Linked DNA regions of Mus musculus: regions 1 and 3 are each linked to region 2. Evidence: chromatin contacts called from public HiChIP or PLAC-seq data. All regions are on one chromosome and are shown on one strand. Each heading gives the region's core, a stretch centred on a gene start, on an enhancer-like site or on the middle of the called end of the contact. The rest is flanking DNA. Distances are from core to core; before and after follow the strand shown. Region 1 has its middle 50 kb from the start of Znrf2. Region 2 holds the start of Znrf2 (zinc and ring finger 2). Region 3 overlaps Znrf2 (zinc and ring finger 2).

Evidence for each region. HiChIP or PLAC-seq counts read pairs in DNA pulled down with a chosen protein or histone mark.
Region 1: a BATF HiChIP or PLAC-seq map of CD8 T cells shows a contact between it and region 2, with 15 read pairs. The contact joins the enhancer-like site here to the promoter of Znrf2 in region 2. A contact is called at or near these places in 8 of 39 promoter capture datasets (the 3T3-L1 cell line, the C10 cell line, hippocampal neurons and 3 more), 1 of 15 datasets of contacts at CTCF or cohesin (CD8 T cells), 43 of 484 Hi-C or Micro-C datasets (B cells, CD4 T cells, CD8 T cells and 23 more), 16 of 115 datasets of contacts at active chromatin or transcription factors (CD8 T cells, the HPC-7 cell line, the SCID.adh cell line and 10 more) and 2 of 9 other capture datasets (adipose tissue and liver).
Region 3: a contact with region 2 is called in an H3K4me3 HiChIP or PLAC-seq map of the SCID.adh cell line, with 53 read pairs. The contact joins the enhancer-like site here to the promoter of Znrf2 in region 2. A contact is called at or near these places in 4 of 39 promoter capture datasets (the C10 cell line, the HPC-7 cell line and macrophages), 2 of 15 datasets of contacts at CTCF or cohesin (the G1E-ER4 cell line and the NIH/3T3 cell line), 34 of 484 Hi-C or Micro-C datasets (the Ba/F3 cell line, CD4 T cells, CD8 T cells and 15 more), 19 of 115 datasets of contacts at active chromatin or transcription factors (CD4 single positive thymocytes, CD8 T cells, the HPC-7 cell line and 9 more) and 3 of 9 other capture datasets (adipose tissue, liver and pancreatic islet).

What each region holds. Positions count from the first base shown.
Region 1 is chr6:54,765,034-54,767,904 of GRCm38.p6, forward strand. No RefSeq gene overlaps it. Among named protein-coding and RNA genes, the nearest start is that of Znrf2, 50 kb to the right of the region's middle. Within about 2 kb of position 1,603, at least 50 of the 459 cell types and tissues checked have an H3K27ac peak or open chromatin away from gene starts, as enhancers often do. A contact at or near this core is called in CD8 T cells, the SCID.adh cell line, double positive thymocytes and 7 more, where this site is marked.
Region 2 is chr6:54,815,479-54,818,178 of GRCm38.p6, forward strand. It overlaps Znrf2 (zinc and ring finger 2), which reads left to right and starts at 1,438. Exons shown (of 5, transcript NM_199143.2): 1 at 1,438-1,994. The coding sequence starts at 1,538.
Region 3 is chr6:54,848,535-54,851,234 of GRCm38.p6, forward strand. The region is part of intron 1 of Znrf2 (zinc and ring finger 2); the gene reads left to right. Among named protein-coding and RNA genes, the nearest start is that of Znrf2, 33 kb to the left of the region's middle. Within about 2 kb of position 1,332, at least 73 of the 459 cell types and tissues checked have an H3K27ac peak or open chromatin away from gene starts, as enhancers often do. A contact at or near this core is called in the Ba/F3 cell line, CD4 single positive thymocytes, CD8 T cells and 12 more, where this site is marked.

The DNA.
Region 1 (2,871 bases), core at 353-2,852, 50 kb before region 2:
GCTAGCATGTTCAAAGGAAAACTAGACCAGAGACTCAATTCTAAGAGTGGACCCAAGATGAAAGGTTAAGGACAGTGGACCTTGTCAAGTTCAGCTCTAGGGTGGATCACACCTCAGGTAGATTGCTTGCCCACCACTCATTAGGCCCTGGGTTTGCTCCCTAGGAAGGAAGGAAGGAAGGAAGGAAGGAAGGAAGGAAGGAAGGAAGGAAGGAAGGAGAAAAAGGTTAGATATGAAGAAAGCAAAAAGAAAGCAGCACAGAGTTAAGAATCTATCCTAACAGCAATTGCTTCTATTCTCCGTTTGTTTCACTTACTAATGATCACACAACAAACCACACTAAAACTTAGTGACATAAACTATAATGGTTGATTCCCTGGGATCTGTGGGCTGCCAGAACAGTTCTTGGGCTTAATTCTTGGTGTTAACTGAAGCAGCAAGATGCCAGTCGATCCAAATAGCTAGCCATGGGTGCTGCCACTGCCCAAAGCTCATCTGGGGCTATTAGTTAGGGGCCTGAGTCCTCACCCAGTCTTCTCCATTTATTTGTCTGTCTGGGCTTCCTCATGGCATGGCAGTGAGGTTCTGAGAGGAAACAATCCAACACACAAGCAGACACTGTTAGCATGGGCTGCGTTGTCACTCTGAGGAGATAGAGTTCTGGGTTCCATTCCCAGCACTGGAAAAAAAGAAAGGAAAAAGAAAGAAAAGTAGAAAATGGAAGGGGTAGGAAGAGAGAGAGAGAGTGAGGAGGTACTTGTGTGCTTTCTAAGGCTTAGGTCTGAAATGGTATAAAATGAAACTCATCACATTCTGTCACTGTAAGTCTATGAATTCCTGTGCAAGACAACTGGGGTCCAGATAACATCTATCAAACAAATGTGACCACGAGAGGCAGGTGAGAGCTGAAGAAGGAGGAAGTGTGTGTAGAGGATAGAAGGTAAGGTATAGGAGCGTTTTTATCTTGATTGTAGTGATGGTGTCTGGGGTCTACACATACACACACATACACATTATACATTAAACTTGTCAAACTGAATGTTTGAATTTGCAGAATTATTGTGTACCAGTTATATTTTAGTATAGCTATTTGGAAAGTGAACGTGATCTACTGCAGAATAAGACATTCCAATAAGATAATGTCTGGGTGTGTGGTGGGGTGGTAGAATAATCTGTGGCGATACATTACTAGGGATACTGCAAACAGCTATAAAATAGTATCAAGAAACGTGTTTGGTGTCTGAGCAGAGGAAAACTGTAGATATGTAATTCTGAGTATGCTGAAATTTTTGTTCAAATATGGGAGTTAGACAGAGCTAGGGAAAAAATATCCCAAGTGAGGGGCTGGAGAGATGACTCAGTGGTGAAGAGCACTGACTGTTCTTCCAGAGGACCTAGGCTCAATTCCCAGCACCCACATGGTAGCTCACACCTGTCTGTAACTCATTCCCAAGGACCCAACAGCTTCACAAAGACATGCACTTGGTGATATGAACTTCAGCACAAGAAACTCCATTTTGATGCTTTTCCTTGTGTGTTGGGTCTGAATGTAGGAACTTAGTCTAGATCACAGACCTCGATGTTGCTTGAGAGGATAAGAGGGCAGGAAGCTGCAAAAAAGGTACCTCCCATGTTTAACATAGTCTCTCACATGTGGGTAGGAAGCCACAGAAAGAACAACAAAATAGTTTTATTTGTCTTTATGAGATCTGGAAGGTGGTAGCAGATTGCCCTGGCCTCTATTTGCTTAACTCCATCAGAGCACTGGAAGTCTTACAAGGAAAGATTCTAGAAAACAGAATATTGCTGGATCCTGCCCTTGCTGGGCCAGTGGCAGGAGCTGAAATCCTATGACTAACCGACTTGAAGCGCTCACTGTTCGTTTTTTTTATGTGCCTTCTCAAGGCCTGTCCCCGAAAGTAGGTGGAACAGTTTGACCAGCTGCTGGAGGTACCAATGTGACTAGCAGCATGTAAATATCTCTTGTCTAGATGTCTTCTTTTCACAGCATCCTGAATCTTAGCTTTTGCTATGTGATCCTTAGATTTGCTTGCAAAATAAAAATTTTGGCATTCTTTTCAACTAAGTCTGAAATAACCTCTCCTTTCCCCTCCTCTGTGGAGGGAGAAGAAAACAGTAGTAGAGAAAATCCTAAAGAGCCTGCAGGGTGGGGTGGGGCGGGGCGGGGGGGGGGGGGGGAGATCATTCTTGTCTCTAAGGAGATCCCAATCAGAGGTATTTGGTTCACTTGGCTATATAAGGAGCTGAAAGAAGATAAGGAAAGGATGTCCAGATAACTAAAATGTTTCAACTCTGCAGTGTTTCCTTGGGTGGATCTCATCTTCTTGTCTTCACCTCTTCAGTGATCACAGCCAGGTCTCGGAGGTTGAACTGCGGGTGGACTGCTCAGAGTGAAGGAGGCTGTTGTAAGAGCAGCTACCTGGGCAGAACCAGTCTTTCCCCTTCTCTCCTTTGGCTGGCGAGCCACGGTAGCAACAACAGCAGTGACCGAGCATTGGGTGTTTCTAAAATCCTTTCCTGTTACTTTCATTGATTGTGACAGTGGATGGCCTGGGTCATGCCTTCATCCCCAGCCATTGGTTGTCATTGCCAATGGGAGATGAATCTCACAAGCTGGAGCTGGCGCCCCCCCCCCCCCCCCAGGTTTCCCAATGAATTGTCCATGTAAACACATGCACCAGGCTTCAAGTCCGGTGAAATCTTAGGGCTGTCAGGAACTCTGCTACAGCTAAATTGCATTTCTGTTTGTTTTCCAGGAAGCCAGAGGAACTTGACTTCTAACTGGCCTTGTTAGAGTTACAGCAGCAGCTCGGGATGGAGGGAGGATGGGCACTCTCTTATCCAACTGCA
Region 2 (2,700 bases), core at 188-2,687:
CACGATTCATTCTCTCCAGAAGCTGGGCACTACAGGCCAGCCTGTTCATAAAGCCTCATTTCTCCTATTTACAAAGTCCAACTTGTGGCTGAAGCGATGGCTCAGCGGTTAGGAGCACTAGCTGTTCTTGCAGAGGAACTGGGTTTGATTCCCTGCACAGCCATGTGACATCTAACTATAACTACAGTTCCAAGGGATTGAATACCTTCGTCTGATCTTCAGTCTGGGCACCAGGCACACGTGGGGAACTTACATGCAGGCAAAACATTTATACACACACACACACAAATTAAAAACAAACAAACAAACAAACAAACAACCCTCCATTCCCTTATCTTCTGAAAGAATGTCTAGAATCACTACTTAAATGACTCACCACAAATACAAAAGCGTAAAACAGCGACAGTGCATTTTTGCAGTTTGTACAAACACACTTGCACATAGACAATGCTACCAGTACCCGCCAAATGGGAGGGTCAGAGCCTGCTAGACCAAGCACCACACACAGGAAGGCATTTAGAATCCTGTTAAGTTCCATTTAGAGAAACCCACAAGATTTTAAAGCTACTATCGCTCTGGAGATTTAACTCAAACATTCTGGGCAAGGAAGCTAAAGTCCAAAAAGGTAAAACAATTTACAGCCTGCATAATTTGGCTTGGTGTTAGGCCCGAAGGCTGGATCTCGGGAGAAGATAGTCTCTGCACCTCAGTTTTTGCTCTGCCTTTGAAGGTCAAGCTGGATTATCGTTCGTTCTTCCAATTTTTTGCTCTTCCCTTCCCCTAGCATAATTCTGATCAAGTTGGCTTCAGCCTTCCCCTTGTTTCGTTCTGTCCTTCGCTCCTGTACTGTTTTTTGTTTTAAATCGTCTTCATTGCTGAGACTGTTGTTTGCTTAATCAGTGTATACAATACCAACGAAGGTCATTATCTACCCACTCAAAGCTCCAGACACGGGATACTGCCACGAACGCCCTAGCCAGGAAAAGGTGCACTTGGTTTTCTTCAGCGCTCACAGGCCACGTGCGGCAGGAGGGGCCGCCTTCTGATTGGTGGTGGGGGAGTCTCCTGGAGGGCGGAGCCACCGGTCTGTCCATCACCACATGCTGGGCGGGGCCTGGGCGGGTCGGCCTAGTTGTAGGGCAGAGCTAGAGCAGCGGGACCCAATCTCTGCGCTTTGCCTCGATTCGGCCGCCGCTCCTCCAGTGCCGGCCGCGAGGCGACGGTTGCCGGGGCGCGCGCCGCCCGTTCCTCTTTCCCGTTGCAAGCGGCTGGCGCGCAGGGAGGCGGCCCCCAATCCGGCCGGGCGCCTCCCACTCTCCGAGCCGCCGGGGAGCCGGAGGATGGCGGCGGTGACAGCGGCCGCCCGGGAGGAGGCGGTGCGGAGGCCGCGAAGCGCGGCAGCAAGCGGCAGCGGCCCGTCGCGGCGGCCCGGCAGCGACCGCGTCCGCACGGCTACCTGAGCGGCAGCCGCGAGCTGCGTCCCGCCTCTCTCGCTTGCTCGCTCGCTCGCTCGCTCGCGGCCCGGGGCGGCGCGGACATGGGCGCCAAGCAGAGCGGCCCCGCCGCCAACGGCCGCACCCGTGCCTACTCGGGCTCGGACCTGCCCTCCGGGACCGGCAGCGGCGGCGGCGGGGCGGACGGCGCTCGGGCGGCCCGTTTCGCGGCCCCGGTGTCCGGCGCGCAGCAGCCCAGCGCCTCGGCCGGCGCGGCGGCTGCAGCGGCGGCGGCGGCCTCGGCCCCGGCAGCGCCCCGTAGCCGCTCGCTCGGCGGGGCGGTGGGCAGCGCGTCGGGCGGCCGCGCGGCGCAGTCGGCCTTCAGCATCCCCAGCGCTGGCGGCGGCGGCGGCCCGTACGGCTCACAGGACTCAGTGCACAGCAGCCCAGAGGACAGCGTCGGCGCTAGGGACCGGGACCGGCCGGCGGGCGGGGGCCCTGGCGGGCCGCGTCTGGTGATCGGCTCGCTCCCGGCCCACCTCTCCCCGCACTTGTTTGGAGGTACGGCTCCCTGCCCTGGCAGCGGCTCCCCAGCTAGGGAAGCGCACCCCCCACTCCCTCCTTGCAACGCGGTGAATGGAAGAAGTATTGTTTTAAAACAAACTGACGAAACAGCCTCGTGGTTGTAGCTTTTAGTACCAGGAAGTCAGGGGAGATCAGTGGCTGAGTGTAGTTCTGCCCCGGAGCTGAAGGGCGAGCAGTTTTAAAGGCCCAAAGCCAGAAGGGACTCACGTGGATGTTTGAGTGTTTGAAAAAAGGAAGTTATCTCTCCTTTGGATAGACTCCTAACAAAGCTGTGATCCTTGCGTCTCTGTAAATAGCCCTGCCTACTTACTGGATACTTGTTTTCTGGTTAAATGTGTTAATGCAAAGTGTTGCTTCATAACCCCCGAAACTGCTACTTTTACAGTGTGGCTAATGTCACTACTGCTTAGTTTGAAGCGGATTGTGGAAAAGTTCAAGAACAGTTATTTAAAGAGATAATCTTTATAATGATCACAACTCTACCTATAGAGGCAGTAATTGGGCAAGGTCTTTCGAAGAGCGGTGTTCACTAGAGTTAAGGAACAATTTAGAGATCAGTGATGTGCTTTTAATTAAGTTGTTTGAAACAGGAGAAAGGGTGCAGTTGATCCTGAAAATGTGAACTTAGCCGCATATTGCCACCTCCTTTCGGTATGAGACTGGTATTATACATTTACACGTA
Region 3 (2,700 bases), core at 82-2,581, 33 kb after region 2:
ATGGGAGGAGCCTGTATCAACATCCCTGGGCAAGGCAGGAGCCTACAGGGAGTCAAGGACTAATTAATACATTTGTTCTTGCAGAAACTGGTACAGTCCTTTGAGAATTACATGCATACTAGGCCCCACCCCTTAAAATGTCTACTACTTCTCAACACAGCCAAACTCTTGAACAGATTTCCAGAACGTAAACCGCTGCAGTGGGTGGAAACACTCAAAGCATTTCCTGAATTGTTGTTTCGTTTGTTTTCCTTTAGTGATCATCCTGTCCCTGTCTCACTGCCCTTCATTACTAGTTATGGGGGGCCATTTTGAGGCATTGATCTTTGTTTCCTTACTGGGTACTTTACCAAAAATGTTTGCATTACCTCCTGGGGTTTGATTTGATTCTCATGGAACTGGCCTGTCCCCAACTTTTCAACCATTCCACCTCACCTTTGTTTCTGTTCCCCTTTTCTGTTGTTTGGTTGATGAGAGCAATTGCATTTTACTGGACATTTTTTTGTAAGATACATAAATTCACTCACAGATTAGAAATAAAGAAGAAATCCCACTCTTCATTTTCTGTGTTGGTCAGGCAGCATTGCTTTCTAGTCACCTGTGGTTTTCAATATCAGTTTTTCTCTACACAAAGAGCATCCATGAGGATGACCCACTCCTGAGGTTTTATAGTCATTCTAGCTTCCAGATCTCTAGGCTTCACACACACACACACACACACACACACACAGAGAGAGAGAGAGAGAGAGAGAGACAGAGACAGAGACAGAGACAGAGACAGAGGCAAGACAGAGACAGACAGAGACAGACAGGCGTGCATACACAGGTTAGGGGGAAGTCACAAATATGATCATCTTGATTGACTGAGCCCAGTGACTGTTTGGCACTGAGGGTGAGGATAGACTAAGAGAGTGTTGTTTAAGTATAAATTGTAAATAAGCAAAGGGTAGAATTCTTACTGCATTGGCTTTTCTCTATAAAAGGAGATTGGATGCTCCTGTAGGACCGTTTCCAGCCTCACAACCTTGAGCATGAAGTGGGAGTGGTTTACTGTAGCGTCTTTTGGACTGCACTGAAGGTGTGTGCACTGGGTAAAGCTGGAGAGTGTCTGCTCCTCTGCTGTGGCTTTGTTCTCAGGAAGTAGGAGGGTGGGGGAGGGTGGGGGAGGGTGGGGGGAGGGTGGGGGTGATTGTTGTTTAAAAACAGAAACTTACAGAAAACTGGAAGGCTTAATTGTTTTTAAAAGCTATTGTAAGACATTTAGTGAATCCTTTCTGTATCCTTCAGTCTAAACAACCAGCAAATCTTTGGATGACCTTTCACTCAGATATTTGAATGCTTATTACTTTGTGTCCAAAGTAGTATTAATGACTTTTGGACTACACAAAATAGGTCACCTAAACCTTGCTTCATTCATTTCCTGTTTCCATTATCTTCAAAAGTAATGATTTTGTAAAGACTACCGGAAAAAAATGAACAAAGACTTATCAGACACAGGCAGACAATAGAAAACATTGACTTTCCTTAATGGGCTTAAAACTTGGACCCATGTGAAATACATTTCCAAGAATCTCTGCTATGCAGTGATCTCTGTTGACATGAGTTATGTATGTTCCTTCAGGATTACTTTGGATGATTCATTAGAGAATCTTGTCTTTAGACTATAAAGCACTTGTTGAACAAGGTTACAATGTAGCAAGCAACCTTGTTTTGGAATGTATTTTGCTACATTGTGCTCTTCCCTGGTCTGGTGCTTTCATTTCACATATTTTGCTCTTAATAGAAGTAGGGTTCAGTGCTGGGGATTTCATTTGCTGTTTTCTCCATTGACCTCTTGAGCTGAAGTTATTCTTATTAGAAAGTCAGGGTAGGCGATCTGTGTCTTGTCCTGGCTTAGGAGGTTGTTTATCTTGTATTTCTAGGAGAATTTTTTCCTAGCAGTTAATCCTATACATGCCTACCATTTAATAGGTCTCCCTAGCAGCTGAAATGGCTGTCTTCTCAGGTTAGACTTCAGAACTTTAGCTGTGTATTATAAAACTTGTTTGCTTACAGAAAGTGGTTAATTTTAGTATGTTTGAAACAGTTTTTCTTTATAAATAAATTTGGAAAATCATGAGCGGTTTAGGACTTGACTGCTTGTGATTATGATTAGCCATAATTAGAGTTCTTTGTTCTGCTTCTTAATTTTGCTGCTATTCCCTCTGTAGAATTGAAGCTAAGGTGGTTTAGGTATTCAGTGTTGTCTGTAGGTCTAGGTGGGAGAGGAATTGGGAATAGAATATATACACAGAATATATAAGGATGTATAACTTCTGCCTCACAGAGGGTATCACACTTGAGAGAGAAGATGTACATAGCAGCAGTGATGTCACATAGAGTGAATATGGAGGCTGTTGGGCTCACGGGTGAGCAGGTAATGAGGAAAGGACCCCCCAAAGTCTGAAGTAAACCAAAAGCAACTTCGTTCACTGCAGGGGGGGGGGGGTGGGATGGGGGGGTGCTTCTAACTGGTTTAGAGTGTTGGTCAGGCTAGGAGCTGACACAACAACCTTGAAAGGGCAAAAGCAGTCTTCTTTTGAAGCATAAACCCACTGGCAGGTAGAAGGATAAATTGTACTGTAATTGGCCTTTGTGTCATTTAAAATGACAGACTTACCCATTACCCCACTAGGTTCCTGTGATATCAATGGCTTTGTT